Regions from separate parts of the Bombyx mori genome. Here region 2 is linked to region 1. Evidence: chromatin contacts called from public Hi-C data. All regions are on one chromosome and are shown on one strand. The core of a region is the stretch at or near the end of the contact, and the rest is flanking DNA. Distances in the headings are between cores, read along the strand shown.

The links. A called contact is a pair of places that touch in the nucleus more often than the background predicts.
Region 2: a contact with region 1 is called in a Hi-C map of midgut, with 2.1 times the contacts expected there. The contact joins the promoter of LOC101737965 here to the enhancer-like site in region 1. A contact is called at or near these places in 5 of 7 Hi-C or Micro-C datasets (middle silk gland, midgut, posterior silk gland and 1 more).

Annotation. Positions count from the first base shown.
Region 1 is chr11:10,286,839-10,294,287 of ASM3026992v2, forward strand. LOC101737965 (rab11 family-interacting protein 4) reads right to left here. Exons shown (of 13, transcript XM_012695034.4): 2 at 5,771-5,862; 3 at 4,424-4,542; 4 at 1,819-1,902; 5 at 1,482-1,526. The coding sequence starts at 5,845. Among protein-coding and RNA genes, the nearest start is that of LOC119629150, 43 kb to the left of the region's middle. Within about 2 kb of position 3,868, at least 2 of the 8 cell types and tissues checked have open chromatin away from gene starts, as enhancers often do.
Region 2 is chr11:10,330,853-10,338,301 of ASM3026992v2, forward strand. LOC101737965 (rab11 family-interacting protein 4) reads right to left here and starts at 3,268. Exons shown (of 13, transcript XM_012695034.4): 1 at 2,733-3,268.

The sequences.
Region 1 (7,449 bases), core at 2,618-5,117:
GAGAATTTCTAACACCGGCCCTAGCAAGGTCTCAGGCCCAAGGTCTCATTTGGAGGCGCTAGGGCAGCTGTTAGCAAAACCCACCCCTCCTGGCCGAGCCTTTGCTCGCCCTCCTGTCCTGGTGAAACTGGAAAGGCCTTCGGGCCACCAGTAATCCCTCATTCATAAAAGAAAAATTCGAGATCAAACTGTAAAAATAGTTTTATGTTTTTTTTTTTTTTTTTTTTTTTTTATTGCTTAGATGGGTGGACGAGCTCACAGCCCACCTGATGTTAAGTGGTTACTGGAGCCCATAGACATCTACAACGTAGACGCGCCACCCACCTTGAGATACAAGTTCTAAAGTCTCAGTATAGTTACAACGGCTACCCCACCCTTCAAACCGAAACGCATTACTGCTTCACGGCAGAAATAAGCAGGGCGGTGGTACCTATCCGCGCGGACTCACAAGAGGTCCTACCACCAGTAATTACGCAAATTATAATTTTGCGGGTTTGATTTTTATTACACGATGTTATTCCTTCACCGTGGAAGTCAATCCTGAACATTTGTTGAGTACATATTTCATTACAAAAATTGGTACCCGCCTGCGGGATTCGAACACCGGTGCATCGCTTCAACACGAATGCACCGGACGTCTTATCCTTTAGGCCACGACGAATTCGAACTACTATACGTGACCCGAAAAAAACACCCTATCTTGATTACGATTAAAACTATTTTTGCTCAATCGTCTGTGGTGATCACGTAATTGTAACAAATTCGGAACGTCGAAAATAATGAAATGAAAATAATAAACGCGAAATCAAACCGTAAATTTAGTTTTAATAATATACTACGACACGTGAAAATCAAAAGAAATAATAATCCTGATTCATTTCTTTTTCAATTTAAAGTCTCACTCGTTTCAAACATTAAGGAAGCAATTCTACATGTTTAGTGTGGGAACTTTAAATTAGTTATAGCAAGCTGACGTATCAATTATTATTTTAGGCAGTTCACCTTCAAAAACACACACGATCGCGACTCGATCCGCGCTAGTGTCTCAAAATGGTAACAGTATTGTTTTTAGCAGACTATCCATACGAACGAATGACGTAATTGTATTTAATAGTTAAAGCGAAAGCAATAAAGTCTAAAATCGATTAGCAGGTTCTGAAATAGCTGCAAGGGTATTGTTTCGGCTGAGACACTAGTTGACAGTTCGTTTTGTCCTATTTGTGACTGAGAATTGAAACAAGTATCTTCATAGACAAAGGACAAGTGGCCGTGAACACGTTTTTCTTTTATTCGTTAAACAAATGAATTGGTTTTATTTAAATATTCATATTCATCTGGAGTTACTAAAAAGCTAAAATCGAAAATTCAATTTGTTTTATTTCGAAGTAACATGAAAGATATTAGATGACGAAGACAGACTTAGATGATAGATCGACTGGCTTTGTTTAGTTGTTTTAGAGAGAAAAAAAATTAGAACTTACTGTCTCATCGAACCCCATCTACGATGCGGAAGATTCTCTTGGTGGCTACGGAAGAAATAACACAAACAAATAAAGCAAACACAACATATAAAAGAAAAATAAGCACAGAACAGAAAAGAATAGTACCAGTGTATTTAATGTGTAAAATAACTTTGATTTTGCTTAAAACACGCAAGTGACAAAAAAAACCTGTTCTGCTAAAAAAAAACTGTTAAGCATCTACTTTACTAAGATTAGAGCAGTCTTAATTTTCACTCTGATTATACTAGACTCTGATTTAAGATTGTAATGAAAATACAAATACGAATTAAAGTGAATCAAGTAATAATTAATTTACCTTGGTGGAGTTCTCCTAAGGCTGGTTCTTGTCCACGAATGTCTGTTAAGAGGATTACCAGGACTCCTCGTTCCATTCTCTAACCTGTGAATGGATAAGTATGGTTTGGAAACAAAAAAAAGCGCCTTAATAATAAATTGAACCTGAATATATTAAAATATTATTTTTAACGTAATGATAATTAATGTAGTAGTAGTAAATTATTGTATTGTTATCGGTTCTTGTAGCGCGTGCGAATTGTTTAAGTCGATCCGACGTGTAGAAGTTTTTTGTTATTGCTTAAATGGGTGGACGCTCACAGCCCATCTTGTGTTAAGTGGTTACTGGAGCCCATAGATATCTACAAATACAAATTCCGCCACCCACCTTGAGATATAAGTTCTAAGGTCTCAGTATAGTTATAACGGCTGTCTCATTCTTCAAACGGAAACGCATTACTGCTTCACGGCAGAAATAGGCAGGGCGGTGGTACCTACCCGTGCGGACTCACAAGATAAATGTTGTGTATTAAGCGAAATGTCGCTTGAAAGAAGCCTTTCCCCCTCGATTTAGTTTAATCCATGTTATTTGAATGACATCAATTGTAACTTGCAAACGTCTACTTTTCTGAAATTCTTGAGCAGCATTTATGTAAAAAAAAAAACTGTTCTTCCTTATTTAATAAGTAACTGGCTTCTTAAACAATAATCCGAGGAAACCTTTTCGATTATTCGACTTATTTTATTGACAAAATCGCGCGGTCACGAGTATTTGCATGTGCTAATTTCACGTGTTGCAAATCACATTAGCGCTTCAGTTTAATATTATTTGTCGAGGATTATACGCATTGTCGTGATAGTTAGATATAAATTTACCTGTCTGTAATATTTCAGAACTGTAAGGTAATAAATAATATAAGAGAGACCAGACGAATGTGTTCCCGAGAAAAATGTTACATGTTACATGAATTCAATTCATTTTTTCCTCCTACCTATTCCCTGATAGCAGTGGTAGCCAAGGGGTGCTATTTCAGCTACGTCCGGACGGGTATGTGAGCTAAAGAGCTCAACCTGAGAGAATTTGCTAACATTAGCCATAACAAGAGCAATGCTTCGTATAATCTAACCATGGGATTGGACTAGCGACACACTGAGAAGATTCGGCGAGAATATCATTGGGCTGCAAGAATTTAAATAAATATTTCATTAAATTTAAATACATGTAACAAAGGGATACAAAGATAGATTTATTTGATGATCAAACAGTTTTAGGGCCCATTTATTTCACCAATTACAAGAGAACTCACTACTTTATTGTTGAACAGTGTGCTTAGTGCGAGTTTCTTAACGTACTCGATAGCGTAAAAGTTAAGCTAATTTTGTATGCAATTGGAACAGTGCCCCAGCGGCAAACATACGCAAACGATCCCATTCCATACAAATAAGAGCTAACTTTTACGTTATCGAGAACGTTAAAAAACTCGCACTAAGCACACAGGTGTTCTTTTAGATCGGAACTTGCGAATCCATCGCCGTTGAAATAGGCAGAGCGGTGATATCAATTCGTACGGCTCACAATATATCCTAACGCTAATTAAGAATAATAAAAATATCGAAGATCTCCCCATCCATGATATTCTTCTAATAGTATCTGTCGAACATTATTGTAATGGGGTACCAACATAAAACAGAATTAGCTTAGGAAGTCTTTTACGATTCGGTGGGCCATTAAATGTATGTATGTGTGTACTTTTAATTAAAAAAAGGCATTTTATGGTGTAATTAATTTTTTTTAACTACTTTCAGTTGATTGATGTTCTGGTTTAAATTTAAAATTATTGTTGGTATTTACGAACGATGTAAATAATGTTTACTCTATTATGTTGATATTATGTAAATTTATAGCGTTTCAAGGCTATTCAGAATTTCCGTAATGAAATTTAATATGCTTTTATTGGAATTTTCAGTTTAGAATCCGGTATTTAACGAGAATTCTTTGAATCATATTTGTGCCTATATTTTTATTTCAGCGCCATCTATCGTCTCCTGGTTGCAATTTCTTCAACCGAATTATAAATCAAACACTAGGTGGCTACAGTAAAGCTTTGATGTGCATTTGCCTTTATAAAAATGACAAATTCATCTAAAATATGAGAATAAATTATTCAGTTTGCTTCCTTTAATTTCGAAAATACAAACAACTACATTACATAGTTTCAGAAGTGGTAAAAATTCGAATATTTTACATAAATAGTGGTTTTTTTTTGTTCCTACCTATGCTGATAGCCTTGAGAGGCTATTTCAGCTTCACCCTAACGTGTGTAGGTGAGCTCACGGGGCTCAAACCGCAGTGTTGCTAACACTGACCCTAGAAAGAGTAGTGCTTCGCAGAATCTACCGCCGGATCAGAAACGCGACCCACTGAGAAGATCCGGCGAGAAACTCAGTGGGAGATAGTGGTCACGAACTAAGATGCTACCTAATCGTCGATATTTGAATATGGCGATAAATTTTAATTATATCTACAACGGTTCGTGCAAATCGAAATTTGTTTCGTTCGTTCGTCACTCGTTTATTGAAAGTGAAACCTTATACGCCAATTTTAAAGTACAATTTGGTTTGCTTACGTGACAGGCACGTCTCCGTCTGCTTCACCGTAGCACTCAAAGTTTTCAGCATCTGATATTGAATTTCCCGGGCTAGAGTCGGCCGTTGGGTCCAATTGTCCCGGTGGCTCGGTACCGTTCTGGAAGAAAAAAAACGACGCTTCAATATCAAATTAGAAAATCAAACATGAAATGAGGCCGTCAGCGCAAAAGAGGCCTAAACTTACCATAGTTAGCATGAGATAATGAGTTTACAATACTTCGTAGGCAAAAAAATACGCGCAAAAATGATGTTTACAAGTCATCTGTTATCTATGGATTGAAACCAGGAATAGACCGATTTTTCATCAAAATTTATTATGTTTTAAATAAATTGCAATACATAAGCACGAATGTGAATTGTGGGTTTGGCCACTTTGCGCTGACGGCCTCAAATATACTATTGTTGATAGTTGAATGTTTTATTGATTCGTGACAAAAAAATACTCGAAACATGCAATTCCTTCAAGTACAGGAAAGAACAGACTAGCTACTTTGTTTCCTATATTTAATGCCTGGAAGAGCTCGTTCTAAGCGATAACGTTGTGTATTGTTTACACAAATATTCTTAACGTTACTATAACTTTTATTTTTCACGATAAATTAGTGGAATTTCAGTGGTTTTCTACATTTTAAATTGTTATATTGTCATTTTTAAGTCTGATTAAAATCGCAAGTATGAGAATCGCGAGACTTATGCGTAGTGAGAGCGCAGGGCATTTAGTTACAGCCGATGTGTTTCTGCCGCGTGGTAATAATTTTGATATCGCTGAGTTGCATAGTGATTACAATGGAATTGCGATTGTGACCCCGTTTCAACGTGTTATCGTGCCTCTTAGATTGTTCAGGTATTGATGTAATATCAGATAATTTCTCGATAGCAGAAGAAAATGTTCGGAAGTATTTTTTTGCAAAATTTCATATTTATACTTTTATTATTATTTTGTTTTTAGCCTAATATTCTTGTATAGCTGATCCGACAAACGATATCCTGTCAAAATTTAAGATGTTCGGTTTTTTTTTCGAATATTCTTTGGATTATCGTGAGGACGAAACTCATGAATGGATTTTCAGATATTATGATGAGTAAGACTGAATGAAGGAAGAATTCTATATTAAAAGATGGAGAATGGCCGAATCGGTACATTTATATGTACGGATAATAAGTTACATAAGCAGTTCAATTATCGGAGCTTTATATGCTTCTTATAAGAAGACCATCAAAACATATTTATTTCTTATTTACATATTAATTTGAGAAGTTCAAAACTTATGCTTCTAGTGTTTTAAGATCTAGTATATTATGGTTATTTATAATATCCGATTTACCTGTAGTTTCCTAGGCAAGTTTCCCGGTGAAGACCGAGGTGATTTGGTTCGCTGGAACACGCTGGGCGCCATCATCGCCGGCACCTTGACCTCTGGAAACAGAGACGCAACGAATTAATCTCTAGGACAAGCTAAACAAATACTAAAATAATCCTTTTTGTTTGACGTATATTCACTATTATGTGAAGCATTTTGTTGAAATGATGCACTAAATACCTACGTCACGTAGTTTATGGTCGTCGATAAGTCCAGAGGATCTGTCTTGATAACATCATGTGAGTAAGTAATGTTTTTGGTTTTCGCATAATTAACCCTTTAACCGCCATATAGGTCACCGATGCCCTACGTCTGAAGTAATTATGTTAATTTCTGTTACTAAGGCGCCGGCATATCTAATAGATTCTGAGAAAGACGAATCCGAAGATAATGAGAATGAATCTATTTCTAAGAGACCTAAACGACTAAAACATACATTAACGAACAAAATTATGGCATAGTTAGGCAATCCATGCGCCTTAGTAACAGAAATGGACATAATTACTTCACTGCCCCACGTAGGGCACCCGTGAACTACATAGCAGTCAAAGGGTTAAAATTACTTTTACGGTATAATCACGCGCTTAATTATTGTTATTATATTAATACCGATGTTTCGAATACTTTATGTTTTCGTGGTCGAGCAGATGCTTGGCTTTATTCACCGTCATAGGAATATTATGTGATTAGATCCTGATTAGATCCTGACTAGATCCTGTTTGTATAGTTGCTTTAAACTGACGGGTTCACTTATCAGCTGGTGTTAAATAGTTAACGGAACCATTGGGCACCATATTGCGGAATACCGCCACACATCTTGAGACGTTCGGTTGTATTTTGTAATGACTGTTTCATTCAACAGTGGTACAAATAAGACAGGATGTCGCTAGCTATCCGTGCGAGCTCACAACACTCTCATACCATCAGTGACGACTGTGTGGTGCCTTCAATAGCACCACTGTGTGAGCGTTGTAAAAGGCAACTAAGGGATCCAAGGCACATAAGGTTTTTTTAAGGAATGAAGGATTATCCGAAGGCCTTTTCAGTGTCACCAGGACAGGTATCACGGGCTCAGTCAGGAAGGGTGGGTTTTGTTAACAGCTGTTCGGGCGTCCCCGAAGAAAACTTATCGACTCAAGGGCAGCTGCTTCACGAATGTATCTACTACCGACTACTACGACTACTATCGGAATCGCGACCCACTGAGGAGACCCAGCGAGAAACTCAACGGGTTAACAACTGCCAATTGATATTTTTTTTTTTTTTTTTTTTTTTTATTGCTTAGATGTGTGGACGAGCTCACAGCCCACCTGATGTTAAGTGGTTACTGGAGCCCATAGACATCTACAACGTAAATGCGCCACACACCTTGAGATATAGTCCTAAGGTCTCAGTATAGTCACAACGGCTGCCCCACCCTTCAAACCGAAACGCATTACTGCTTCACGGCAGAAATAGGCGGAGCGGTGGTACCTACCCGTGCGGACTCACAAGAGGTCCTACCACCAGTAATTACGCAAATTATAATTTTGCGGGTTTCATTTTTATTACACGATGTTATTCCTTCACCGTATTTTTACTAATGTCACTTCGTAATGTATGGCCGCTGTCGCGAAGCACTCACGTGTCAAAGATGCGAAAGT
Region 2 (7,449 bases), core at 2,018-4,517, 43 kb after region 1:
TTAGGATCGGCTAAAATTCTCTATTCAAATTTTCTACTAAGCCACGCACATTATTAATTGATTTTCATTTTGGTCAAATCCCTGTGTCTTTCGTTTCGCGATTCAGAAAAAAGAAAAGCCATCGAAAGTCTTTGTACATTAAGTTAAATAGAAGGGTGTTAGTTTTATGTTTTTATTTTTATTTTATGTATTTTTATTGCTTAGATGGGTGGACGAGCTCACAGCCCACCTGGTGTTAAGTGGTTACTGGAGCCCATAGACATCCACAACGTAAATGCGCCACCCACCTTGAGATATAAGTTCTAAGGTCTCAAGTATAGTTACAGTATTCGGCCGGATCTTCTCATCAGGTCGCGATTCCGATCCGGTAGTAGATTCAGCGAAGTACAGCTCTTGCAAAGGCGAATCTTAGCGAAGTCTCCCAGGCTGAGCCCCGTGATCTCGTCTACACGTTGGATAAAGCCAGAACAACCCCTCGAGGTTACTAGTAATAAGTAGGCAAAACATAAAAACATTATGTATTCGAAGACTTAATTTGGTATTGTAGTTCTGAAATTTTATCGAATAATTCCATAAAGTTGCGTCAGATTACAGATTATTCGAATGTGAATAACCAATAAAATTGAACATATTGTGTTTTGTCAACGTTTTTAAAAATAATTATGCTGTGACTTTATAACTTGAAAGCGAACATTCTGCCTACCTAGCTAATGACATCATTTACAAGCCTACAGCATGAGTCAACCGCAGAACTGCATTCACCGATACTAAGAGGTGAGTTTATAAAATTTTAAAGATTACAAAACGTTCGTTTTTGTCAAAACATCAATATACGTATGTATATGTTCATACATATTGTAGCAATTGCATACAATTAAAGCACGAAAATCGTTGTGTAGCTCAAATTACAAGATCAATCTGGCATCATTCCAAATTTTTTAACTACATGTAACGAATATTTTTCTAATTATTTTATAGATTTGCAAGAACGTTAAATTTTACAATTATAACGATGAATCATTTTTTTCAGGGTGTGCATTTTTTTTAACACTGATCATAACATAACGATGACTTTTTCTTACAAATTAATCTACAGTTTTGATACTACGTATTTTTTTCTTTTATTTTGTTTATTGAGTAATACTCGTCGTATAGGTACCCGCTATGGTAGAAATAGGTACCGGTAAGTTTTGGTATTACTAGTGTTAATAGGCATAAGAAGGCGCCAACTTGACTGGTGGCCCTAAGTCTATGAGCGACGGTTCCACTCACTATATTCTGTACTCGTAATAAAGGTTATTTAGATAAATTACACAACTCTACAAAAAAAAATTCGTTCTTTCTCCTAACGTTTATACTACACCCGATTATAACTTCACGAACTAGTATCAAGAAACTAGATAATAATATAATCAACGACGACTCATCCCAAATATTTTCTTACTGCAATTTTTGTAGCAATAAAGTGTGCGTCCGGTTTTCAGCCGCGATCTATTTTTTCATTATTAATATTCTATTTAACACGAAGTTTTCATTTATGGGAATTACTATTCCGTACACAAGTACCAATTTTTAGGTCTAAACACTACTTTCTAAATACAAAATGTTTTGTCCATCTATTATATATCTTCTTCTTAGATTCATATACTTTATACTTCGCATACTTCATTGCTGAAGGTCGTGTTCCTGAAGGCCCTTCGCTCATTGTACCACCAGCTTCCATTTCCTTCGGAATTTCTATTACATATATTACATTACTACATATGTTTGTGTGATATGCGAAGGAATATACATTTTTTTTTTCTGATATGTTCAATTTTCCCGCTTACATCTGTCGCAACACAATCCTGCATTTCAGTAGTGTGAACAAACCTCACACATCCGAAACTTCAATCTTATGTCTTTGTGATTCTTCTGAGTTCCGTTAACGAATTAACACTAGGTGCAACTCGTCTTCATCTATATGAAATTAATCAAATATTATGAAAATAAATGCATAAAATAGAACACAGAATAAGAAAATAAAGGGAACGAACATGCAAAGGTGGCAAAGCTAAATAATGCTATGTTGCAGATAAATCGATTGCAATGCATTAACATTTTTCTAAGCGCTTCGTTTGGCGCCGTTTCTAAACACGTTTTATAACACGTACACCACGATTGCACTGACGGCACCTTTTTGTTTTACACGAATAGTTCAAAATTCTGTTTCTGAATTTAATTTTAAGTTTTACACAACAGTACCAAAATTGATAGACATTTTTTAATGGTTAAATTAAAACGGACGAATCGAAACAACGGTTAAACAATTGTCAAGAAATTCATTCATCATTAATGTGGATTTTTTTAAAGATTATCACAAAAGTTTATTAGTCGAATGCGCGTGTGTAGGTAGGTCCGTAGGTAGGTAGGTCAACAAACACTTACTTCTAAGAACACGAAACAACAATTGGTTAAAATCGTAAAACTATAATGAAAGAGACGTTGACGCTTTGTTCTTGTAACATAAAAGACAGTAAAACTTGTAGTCCACAATCAATAACAACTCTTGGTAGAGTCACAGAGTTGCACTACAATAGAGCGATTATAGCTTATAAGATTATTTTCTTAGAGATTAAATTCTGTTCGGATAGACAAGATCTAACAAATAAACACTGAAATGAACTCTACGTAGAGCTCGAGCTAACGCGTTTTTGATGTTTCTTTTTTATGCGCTTATAAAAGTTACATACCTTGACCACAAACAATCGTAGAAAAAGAAGAGACTGTACGACTGTCACCTATAAAGCCTCCAACTCAAGGACTGCAAACACACAATACAGAAGAAACACTTAACAAATCACACAGCACACAAATTACATATGTAATTGTTTTTTAATATATTAACATGTATTGAATTTCGTTTCAGATTTCACCAAACAGGTTCTATTTACGAAGTATGGCACAGCGAATCGGTACACTTGTGCTTAAGGACAGTGTTCCGCGGAGACTGAATGCGACGCGGGAGAGAGACAACGAGATGCGGTGTGAGAGAGATACACTGTGACGTGGAGGGACGACCGCTACCTCGAACAACGCCTAACACTCCACTTTCACACTAAAATATTTTAATATCGTAACTTAATCATGAAATTATCTTGAGATAATCATTTGCATGAAAGTTATTTAAAGCAGTTGTTTAGGCAGTTAATAGGGAGACGAATCTATTAATATTAATGTTATTATTAAAGTTAAACGGCTTTCCTTAAATTAAATTATTCTAATTTTTATTGGATATACTTAATTTTTACCGACGTAGCTGGAGCTAACATAACGATCAAAACGGTAACTGTAAATCCAAGAGACTATTCAGTACTGCATACCTTGAAGCATTTGACTGAAATCCCATTAGCATTAAACAGTGGAATAATAGCTACTCTATCTTCTAAGAAGAAACTTATATTTCTTTAGTGGCAAAAATAAATAGGATGGTGAAAACAGGCTGTGGATATATATTGTTCTTTAAATAATGATTAACTTTATTTATGAAATGCTACTTTTCTATACCGTCCAGTTTTTATTCCATTTACAAACAAACAAACAGTTACACATACTTTATATATCTTAAATAAAATAAAAAAATAGTTAGAATTTGTTTCGTAATCTGTCGTGTAGTAAAATAAAATTGTATTAATGTCCACTCCGCAGCCAATTCGTCGCAATGTGCCGTACCTCCTATTACCTGGCACGGGCTCCCCCCGCGCCCCTCAACGCACGCATATTACCTTTACCATATTTAAAAACCTGTTTTCGAAACCATAATAATATTGTTCTGTGATCACTTTCGATTATTGATAAATTTATCAAAAAGCATTTTTACTTAGTTCAAATTTTTTACCACTGTACATTTGCTGCAGCTGTTTTTTTAATTTGAATAAGACTTAAAAAGTTGTTTACGGTAGGGATTACGCTGCAAGTGTTGCAACAGGTTGTTTTCCCCATGTTTGAAAAGGACTGTTTGTTGTAGATTAGGGAGGTTATATTAGGAGAAAGAATTTAAAGCATTCTGTCACTATGTGGCTTGTACATAGTTGAACATTCTGACGATGACTTTGTTAAATTATTTTTAGACAGAGATCTTATTAACTAATGTACCATTTAAATTAATTTCAATGGGTATTATGATTTAAAAGGATAAAATTCGGAAAGAAAATTAAGGATTTCAAATATTAAACGTGGACCGCGCGCCATTTTTTTTCAACAATAAAGAAAAAAAGGTTTTTATTCATCTTCAGCCATCTTTTCAATTAGCGTTGATTAATATTAAATTAAATAGTGACTCTTCTGAATTTAAAAATCAATATTATTAAGTTGTAATAAAAATCTTATAATTTTAGTTTTCTTCTATCTTCTGATATAATAACCTACCTATACATAATGTTTGTAAAAATATTTAAATGCTTTCGCGTACTGTCTGTTCGGTAAGTTCTGTGTGCTTAGTGCGCGTTTTTTAACCTTCTCGATCGCGTAAAAGTTAACTCAAATTTGTATGCAGTTAGAACAGCGCTTCTAGCGGCAAACGCCTCTCGTCTCTCGGCCCCGATAGCCGTTTAGCTTCCTTCAATTACGTTTTTGCAGGATATACCGTCGGAGCGCCATGGTTTGTGAGGTACGTTGTATCTTCACGACGTTTTACACCTCGAATCCATCGGAAACTTGAAGTCAGCATCAGAACGGTACTCCGATAAAGCGATGCATAACAATAACTGCCTCATAGTCGTCCTCGCTGGATACTCCCAGAAACCGGTTCACTCAGGAGTAGGAGCCAATTATCGTCGACGCCCTAGACACAACCTAGACTCACCCGATCTACTAAGACATTTGCTAGATGCCTGCAGCTCCAACATTAGGAGCAGGCATAGAGACCATACTCCTCAAGCCCGTCGAAGAGTTAGATGTGAAAAATAACCCATAATACCAGTTCGCTGAGATTCTCGAGGCATTTCTCTTCTCTTGAGGTGTTAGGTCACCTTCGGAGACGTTCGGCTAACTGTGAGCAAATTCCGCTCTTCCTGTCTGAGCCCGTGCTCACTCACTTGTCCAGGATAAACTAGAAAAGCCTTCGTGCCACCACTAATCCTTCCTTTCCAACCATCTCCACCATTAAGTGGACTACACTTCATTGTTAATAAAAACGCATAAAAAAAATGAAGACTACTTTTACATATTAATGCTGCTTGTGTTTATTTATATTTTATTATATGCAATACATTATGTCGACATTTGAGAGCTGCGCATAATATTACGAACACGAATATCTTAGTTCGGGACGGGGCGAAAAATGCAATCGAAATTTAGGAAATACATCATAAAAGTACTAAATTTTAATTACGGTTAGCAGCGGCTTGGTTCTGCATTGCTGACGTCTATGACGTAGCTACTCATCATCAAGTGGATCCTATGCTCGTATTCTTAGATGGACCATAAAAAAATAGCGAAAATTATAAAAAATATTAAAATGCATATTAAGTGTGTAACGCCTGACAGCTTTATAATTATTTCTTTTATGCTTCTTAGTTTTCGCTTCATTTCAGGGGTATGATACTTTTAGTAACGAATGAAAATGTTCTTTTGTCATCAGTGTGCTTAGTGCGAGTTTTTTAACGTTCTCGATAACGTAAAAGTTAAGCCAATTTTGTATGCAGTTGGAACAGCGCCCCTAGCGGCAAACGTACGCAAACGATCCCATTCCATACAAATGTGAACTAACTTTTACGTTATCGAGAACGTTAAAAAACTCGCACTAAGCACACTGGTTGAAAATGATACCGTCGTCCACAGATATCAACACCATGAGCATGCAGTCTACTCTTCGAAATTATCTGCCTAACGCTAACTCTTAAATGCTTATGCTCACTTTTTTTTTTCTATTTTGTGGAAATTATATTTGAACAAAAAAGACCTAAAAATTGTGACAGCACGGTTTCAATGCTTATTACCTTACCTTACCATAAACTCTTACTCCATTTATGTGTTTATTAAAATGTTACGACTAACAGACATTAGGTAGAAGCGATGCATTCAGTACGTTCATTTCTCAATCGTAAATTGTAATACAGAGGTCGATAGTAGAAGGCTGATTCAGTGTGCTTAGTGCGAGTTTTTTAACGTTAACAAATAACACACAAACACACAAATAACTATTTATTTTCATTACAAGAGGAAGTAAACGGGCATTAACCTAGATACAGTTAAGTGGTCTTCGTATTACTACTATCATGACAACACCGAATATCTTTTGATCTTTGTAGGTCCCTATTACTCCTCAGCCCTTTTTAAGAAAGCATGTTTTCAAATAGGAGCTGTTTTTTATTATTTATTGCTTAGATGGGTGGACGAGCTCAAGGCCCACTTCGTATTAAGTGATTACCGGAGCCCATAGACATCAATAACGCAAATGCAGCCACTTATCTTGAGACATGGGTTCAAAGTCTCAGTTTTACAGTAGAACGACTGTCCCACCTTCAAGTTAAAAGGTATTACTCCTTCACGGCCGAAATATACAGGGTGCTGGTACCTTCTCGTGCGAGCTCACAGCACGTCTTACTACCATTAATTACGCAAATTATATTTTTTGCGGGTTTGATTTATATTATATGATGTTATTCTTTCATTGTCGAGATCATTCGTGAACAATTGTTAAGAACGTATTTCATTAGAAAAAAATGGTACTTGCCTGCGGATTCGAACACCGGCATTGTTGCATCGCTCCATACGAATGCACCAGGCGTCTTGCCCTTTAGTCCACGACAACTTTAACCGATTCAACACTTACACACAATACATCTAGACACTTCATCCAGAATTAGGCAGGGTAAATCCAATCCCGCCAACTTGACCAATATACTTAGTCTGGCCATAAATACTGTTACAATTAAAAATAAAAAAATAATAATCGTAAATAACATTTATTACTTTTACAGTGTGTTAGTTTAATACATAAATATAAAACAATTTAAAGTATAAAAAGTTTATTCGAAGTGGTCTCCATTGGCTGCGAAACAGTCCTATAAACGTTGAGGCCAGTTATCAATAGAAGCACGCACTATTTCCATGGGAAAAATTTTCACTGCCAATCGTACGGATTGTTTCGGGGACTCCAAATTATCATGGCGTTTAGAGCAAGCCGTACTCTCTAAAACTGACCATAAATCATAATCCAGCGGATTAAGATCGGGACTAGACGACGGCCAGTCTTCAGCTCTGATGCAGTTCGAAACGTTCGTTTCCAAGCAAGACTGTGTAGACCAAGCTTTATGACCTGGCGCCGAGTCTTGCTGGAAGGACCATTCTTGATTATTGAACATGGTGTTGTTAAGAGGCTTCACTACCTTCTCAAGAATGGTATCTTGATACACTTGTGCCGATGTTTTTTTTTATTGCTTAGATCGATGGACGAGCTCACAGCCC